2 separate regions of the Mus musculus genome follow, and region 2 is linked to region 1. The links are chromatin contacts, called in public capture Hi-C maps. All regions are on one chromosome and are shown on one strand. The core of a region is the stretch at or near the end of the contact, and the rest is flanking DNA. Distances in the headings are between cores, read along the strand shown.

Region 1 (3,570 bases), core at 895-3,394:
CTGTCTGGGAAGCTCTCAGCATCTCAAAGGCAGGTGAGCAGGGCAGGATGGACTGGCGGGAAGAGAAGAGTGCTGTGGGTGTGGTTAGGGCTAGAAGATAGGGGCGGGCCATATGCACCATAGGGGCAGAGCCCGACTGTATGAGGGAAGCCTGGAAAGGTGGAAGTGCTCAGAGGAGCTTTTTGGATGGAGTCCAGGGGAGGTGAGGAGTGTCTGTCCTTCGATACAGGTGTGCCAGGTCCTCTGAGTGGGCGTAGTCTCTTAGACTCGTGGGCGTGGCTCGCAGCAGGGTAGGGTGAGAAGGAATTGGGTTGGGTCCAGGTGTCCAAGACAGGCCAAGGACAGGTCTAGTAGGGAGTATCGAGATTTCGAGGAGCAATAGGGGCCATGGCCTGCATCCCTGGTCCTGTCCCCTCCAGGTTCGGGGCTGGCCACACACTGACTCTAAGGGTCCCACCGGACCAGCCTGAGCCGGCGATAGCCTTCATCAGGATCACATTCCCTGGGGCTGAACTCCGGGAGGTGCACGGCAGCCGTCTGCGCTTCCAACTGCCACCGGGGGGCAGATGCACCCTGACACGAGTGTTCAGGGAGCTGGCTGCCCAGGGCAGGGCCCACGGTGTGGAGGACTTCTCTGTGAGCCAGACCACTCTGGAGGAGGTGACTTCGGGCACCATCAAAGGGTTTGAAGGGAAGAGCTGAGGTGCCTCAGGACCCTGGGCTGACATCTACCCCCACCCCATGCATTTCTGCCCCCTCCATGTCTCTGCCCTGCCAGGTGTTCCTATATTTCTCCAAAGACCAAGGGGAAGAGGAAGAGAGCAGTCGGCAGGAGGCTGAAGAAGAGGAGGTTTCCAAACCTGGCCGGCAGCATCCCAAACGTGTCAGCCGATTCCTGGAAGACCCCAGCTCTGTGGAGACCATGATCTGAGCATGCCTGCCTTGGGACTGAGTGGCAAAGCTCAGACAGAGGATCTCTGTACCATACGCTGGCTCCCAGAAAGCCTTGGGCTCTGGGGGAAATAAAAAGAAACTAGAATGAGAATGAGGCCACGGCTGAGTTTGTGTTTTAGGAGTCTTAGCTCTGTACAGTCCCATACACTATCACATGTACAGTATGCGCGTGTGTCCTGCTGTGAATTGCCTGCAACACGGACACTTCCCAGGTGTCCAGTCACACGTATCCTGACCTGCATGTACCTATGTGGGTCTGACACCCAAGGGCGGGACTTGTGAGTGTTTCTGACCGTGAAGTAGAGATGAGGTCAGGCTTGTGGAATGTTCCAGACGGTATAGAGGACCCTGGTACTTTCCTGGCCTGACCGGACCAGAAGCCCACCCCAGAGCCAGCCAGTCTTCATCCTGAGACAACCTCCCAAGCCCACCCCCAGCCATCCAACTATGAGTGGGAGGCACGGGACCCTTAAGGGGCTCCTCGGCTGGGTTTGTGGCTGGACCAGAGCTTGGAGAGCGGGCCTAGGTACTGCAGGCTGCGGCCTTTCTGGGCTGTGTCCCCGAGAGCCACCCAGTGTGCCTGAGGTCAGTGGAGTTTGGGATGGTTAAGGGACATGGTGTCTAAATTATTAAATAGTACCTCTGGGGATCCTGAGACCTGAAGCTCAGAGCTGGGATATAGAGGGCAGAGTGGGAGTGGGAGCTAAGTGGAGGCCAGCAGGGCAGTGGAGCTCCTGGGTTGCTGGATGGAAGCCACCCAGGCATGGCACCTTCAGGTCCTATGGTCCCCAGAAGACTGTAAGGCTGGTGATTATAGGGAATGGGGGGTCACCTGTGCATGGTGAGGGACTCAGGGGGTGTCTGTTTGATCTGTGTGTGAACCTGTTGCTCAGCCTCCTCTCTGGTCTTTCATATCAGTATACACATGACACTGCCTTTCTTGACTGTATGTTATGTCCCAAGCAAGAGTCAGCTAATGCCTGGATCGGGTGGCCACACAGGACACAGGCTGCAAGTGGAAGGTGGCCTGCTGTGGGGAACCTGTGTCAGAGTCAGTGTGCAGAGTCCTATAAGAGCTGACACTTGGGACAGTCACACTGGGGGCGGATCTGAGGTGTCACCTCCCTCCCTCTGCTGGGGAGCCTTTTCCTGTGTAGGAGACTTATGCGCCAATGAGAGCCAAGCCAGTCACGTGTGGCTCTGACAGCTGGGGAGGGGGTGGCCCTGAGCAATGTGGTCCAGAGACAGCCTGCACCAGGAGTTGCAGGACTGAGACCACCCCCAGACTCCCACCCTGCCGTTGCCCGCCTGTCCTCACCTAGGGCCACTGGGGCTGACTCCACCATGTTCTCTCGGAAGAAGCGAGAACTTATGAAAACTCCCTCTATTTCCAAAAAGAACCGCGCGGGGAGCCCCAACCCGCAGTCCTCCTCAGGGGTGAGTGGGGCACAGAGCGGGTGGGGACCCAGGATGACACCCACAGCCTGTGGTCACTGATGGGCATAGCATGCAACTACAACACCATGCTGGGTCCACGCTGGGGGAACCGGGCCAGCTATAGTCCACACCAGGCAGAATGGCCGGCGACAAGGAGTGGCCTGAACCTAGGAGGCCGCATTACGGTAGGTAGGGATGGCCTTGGGTGGCAACCAAGTCACCCATCTTGATGAGGGATGTCCCCGTCGTGTGCCAATGACGGTTGTGGGTAGTGGGTAGAACTGGTATTGGAGTCTAGTGACTACACTGTAATATGGGGTCTGGGCAATTTTAGGGTTCTGAAAGCCAATGGGGAACTGGTGTTGAACTGGGGTGCAGGTGTACAGAGCAGATTGGGGGGGTCTCCAAGTTTCTCCAGGACCTGCTGCTGCCTGCTGAGCTTTTGAGAATTTGTGAGGTTTAGGGGTACCTCTACTAGGTCTGGGGGTGTCCTGAGACACAGGAGCCTGATGATCTTTTCAGGTCACAGAAGTTATCCATGTTTTTAGAAAGTGGACACCCGTAGAGGTATCTGGGGTGGCTACAGGGTTAGAGACTCACAAGAGTCCTCCCCACCCCCACCAGGAAGTGGGGTGCCCCCTCCCTCCTGTGCCCCACAGGCCCCGCCTCTGGCTGTGGTTTGGGTAGGGACGGTTGTTTGTGAAAGCTATAGACAGGAGGATGTTGGGTAACAGGTGGGGGGGGGGGAGCTTAAAATTCTCTGCCCACTGACCTCTGACCCCTGTGAGGACTTTCTGGGGAAACTGAGGCAGTGTCTGGGATGGGGGATCCCCTTGACTCCTCTTCCCTATGCATACCTAGGAGCTGCCCAGGAAGGATTGGACAGAAGCTCCCGGCCTGGAGCCACCAGCCACATCCCTGTCCACGGTAGCCAAGGGCACAGGGACACTCAAAAGACCCACCAGCCTGAGCCGCCATGCCAGTGCAGCAGGCTTCCCGCTCTCGGGCACTGCCACCTGGACCCTGGGCCGTGGGTACCGAAGCCCCCTTTCTGCGGCCAGTCCGGCAGAGTTACCCACTGAGGGAGCTTTCCCTGATGGCGTAGAAGACATCTCAACCCTGCTGGCGGATGTGGCCCGCTTTGCTGAGGGCTTGGAGAAGCTCAAGGAGTGTGTGCTG
Region 2 (3,327 bases), core at 471-2,970, 1.0 Mb after region 1:
GAGAGTTGGAGGTAGCCTGGGCTACAGGAGACCTTGTCTTAAAAACAGAACAGAACGAGCCACCTGGAAGAACTAAGCATCCTAACAAATACCTTGTAATCCCAGCACTGTAGAGCCTGAGGCAGGAGGATGGACATGGCTTCCAACCCTAGTGCCTCACTGGGGGATTCTAGGCAGGTTCTCCACCCCGGGCTCTATCCCAGTCCACATCCTTCCAACCTGGCTGCATAGATCTCAGGCAGTTTTTCACACCTCTGGGCTGTGGACACTGGGCCTGTTCATTGTCTGTGGGACACTATGGGCCCTGCAAGGCACTGTGCAGTCTTAGGCTCCACACTGCATGCCAGGACCTCCTCCCTGATTTGAGAAAGTTACACATGTCCCTAGATGTTACCCAGTGTTCCCTGCACAGCAGAGTCACCCAAGTTCAGAGACAATCTTACACTAAACTGCAAGCTGACTGTGGTGTTTTTGAGACAGTGTCTCACTCTGCAGTCGTGGCTGTCCTGGAACTCACTATGTAGCCTAAGCTAGCCTCAAATTTTCCATTTTTCTGCCTCAGTTTCCTAAGGACTGGGAGAGCACGCCTGCCACCACCGGGGTAGAGATTCTCATTTGCACCCCAGGATGGTGGGAGTCAAGGGGGGTTCCTCATAGTCTTTCTGTGACAGCTTGCACCAGAATGGCCTTAACACATATCTTCCCTGGCAGATACTGCAGGGAGCCTACCCAGGGCTAGCTGCCCTGCCCTCATGAGGAGGTAGGGGGGACTGAGGACTGAGGGACAGCAGCTAACAGATCAAAGCAGAGTCCCAAAGCCACTGAGAGCACTAGACCTGTCTGCAGCTGCAAACCGGTGAACTTGGTGCCTGGTTCCCTGACACCTGGCAACAGTTTCAGTGCTATAACAAGAGGTCCCCCAGCCAGCCACCGTCACCCTCTCTCCCACCTCGCCCCTACCCCCACCCCATCCCACCCCCGCAGTGGAGAGCTGCCCACACACCTTAACACTATTGCCCCTAACACTCCCACAGGAAGTTTCTGAAACAGTCAGTCAACACTGGAGCCTTGTGCACCCCAAGATCTAAGCCTATGTACCCTGAGTCCCTGAGAGGGACACACAGGTACCTTCCCCCTGCTCTATGTCTTTGTCTCCAAGGTGTTGGTACTGTGTGCAACCAAACAGCAAACAGGTAGTGCCCCACTCCTCCTTGACTGCACCCCACTCCTCCCTGACTGCACCCCTCTTCTCCATGACTGAACTCCATTCTTCTCTGTCTGTATCCCACTGTTGTCTGACTTCACTTCACTCCTCCCTTATTGTACCCCACTTCTCCTGACTGTACGCCACTCCCCTGACTACACCACACTCCTGTCACCTTACCCAATACGTATCTGACTGCACCAAACTCAGTCTTGTATGACTGTACCCCACTCCTCCCTAATTGACTGCACCCCACTCCTCCATAACTGATTGCCACCCATTCCTCCCTGATTGCACCCCACTCCTCTTTGACTGCACCCCAACTCTCTCTGACTGCACCCCACTCTTGTCTGACTTCACCCCACTTCTCTGGGCTGCCCCCGTCCTCTCTGAGGCAGCCCACTCCTCCCCGATACACCCCGAGTCTCTTCAGCATGCGGAGCTCACCTGCCTCCAGCCAGTGTCTCAGCAGCCGCACAGCCGAACGCACCGCGGGGCCTAGAGAGGGCTCTTCCATGGGGCGGGGTCTCCCGCGATGAGGGCGGAGCCTCTGTAGCATTCGGACCAATCAGAAGCCAAGGTGGCGGAGGTTGGTCCAGAGGAGGAGCCTAGGGCCGACAGTCTGGTAGGCTTAGCCTTGGGGGCAGGGCGGGGCTTCGGGCTCGAGTGGGCGGGCCAAACCCAGGAATGGCGTCTCCACGGGCCATTCACTAGCTGGAGGGCGGGGTTATGCGTCTAAAGATTGGCAATCAATGGTGCAATCAAAGGGGCCTCTCTGAGGAGAAGCTGCTTAACGTTAGGCATGTACTAAGTCAGGCTTTGTTTTGTTTGGATTTTCGAGTTTATTTTATTGGTGTGTATTTATTGTATGGTATAATGAGTTTCATTATGACGTTTGCATACATTTGTATCCCATATTGTGATAATATTCATCTTCCGCTGAGCATCATTTTAGCAGTAAGAAAACACCGATCAAACTCCCCATCTCAGCCCAGATCTAACAGAACAGCAAGGTCCAGTCAAAAAACCCCATGGGAGCCAGGGACAGGAAGCTCCCTTGTGGTTTTCAAGGAACGAGTTTGAATCCCGAGCAGAGACCCAGGATAGTGAGGAAATACTGATTTTTTATTTGCTTGTTTATCATTTCTGTATTCTGATGTTCATCTCCGGTTTTTTCTATTCTCTCTGTTACTTGGGTTTTTTTTTGGCTTTTGCAGTACTTGGCTTGGGTTATAACTTCAGCCATATATATATATTTTAAGACAGGGTCACAGTAAACCGCCCAGGCTGGCCTTGAACTCACCATGCAGGAGAGGATGACTTTGACTCTCCAGTGGGGGCAGTGGCACCAGGGACTCATGCTGGAAGCCCCAGCCCATGGGTCTGCATTCTCTACAAGTTTTCTTGGTGACCTCAGAGACATCTGGAACATCCCTGCAGGTAACAGCCATCCCAGGGAAAGACCAGTGCAGCCCCTGGGTGGGTGACCTCAGGATTCTGGTGTGGACTGACATTCTGTGACAGACAATCTACTGGCTCGGCTCCCTGGACTCTTGTCATTCCTGAAGGAACCTGGCTATCATCCACACACACATCCACACACATACATGCACACACATATGAATGCCCCCACCACAGACATGCACAGACAGGCACACACATGCACGTGTGCTCACACACACAAACACACACAAACACTGCACTTTATATTCAGAGAAAGCCCAGAACCTTTCTTCAGTGTTCTTCCCTGGCACATCCCATCCAGGCTGTCCCCAGACCCTACTACTGTTTGTGGTTCACCTGGTAGATGCAGAGTTGGGCTATCTTCCAGCACTTGAGAAGATGAGGCAGGAGGACTGCCCCAAGTTTGAGTTCAGTTTGGGCTACATGGGTGAGTTTGAAGCCATTGTAGGCAACATGAGACCCTGTTTCAAAAACTAACTAATGCTGGAGAGTCGGCTCAGTGGTTAAGAGCACTAGCTGTTCTTCCAGAGGACCTGGGTTCAATTCCTAGCACTCACATGGCAGCTCACAACTGTCTCCAGTTTCAGGGGATCTGACACCTTCACACAGACATGCACACAGGCAAAACACCCGTGCACATAAAATTTAAATAAATAAAT

What was found. Capture Hi-C pulls out chosen DNA fragments and counts their contacts.
Region 2: a contact with region 1 is called in a capture Hi-C map of macrophages, with 5 times the contacts expected there. The contact joins the promoter of Gng7 here to the promoter of Arhgap45 in region 1. A contact is called at or near these places in 1 of 39 promoter capture datasets (pre-B cells) and 1 of 9 other capture datasets (macrophages).

Annotation. Positions count from the first base shown.
Region 1 is chr10:80,014,528-80,018,097 of GRCm38.p6, forward strand. Arhgap45 (Rho GTPase activating protein 45) reads left to right here and starts at 2,145. Exons shown (of 23, transcript NM_001142701.1): 1 at 2,145-2,391; 2 at 3,253-3,570. The coding sequence starts at 2,299. Abca7 (ATP-binding cassette, sub-family A (ABC1), member 7) reads left to right here. Exons shown (of 47, transcript NM_001347081.2): 45 at 1-33; 46 at 420-660; 47 at 779-1,045. The coding sequence ends at 931.
Region 2 is chr10:81,013,205-81,016,531 of GRCm38.p6, forward strand. It overlaps Gng7 (guanine nucleotide binding protein (G protein), gamma 7), which reads right to left and starts at 1,721. Exons shown (of 4, transcript NM_010319.3): 1 at 1,652-1,721.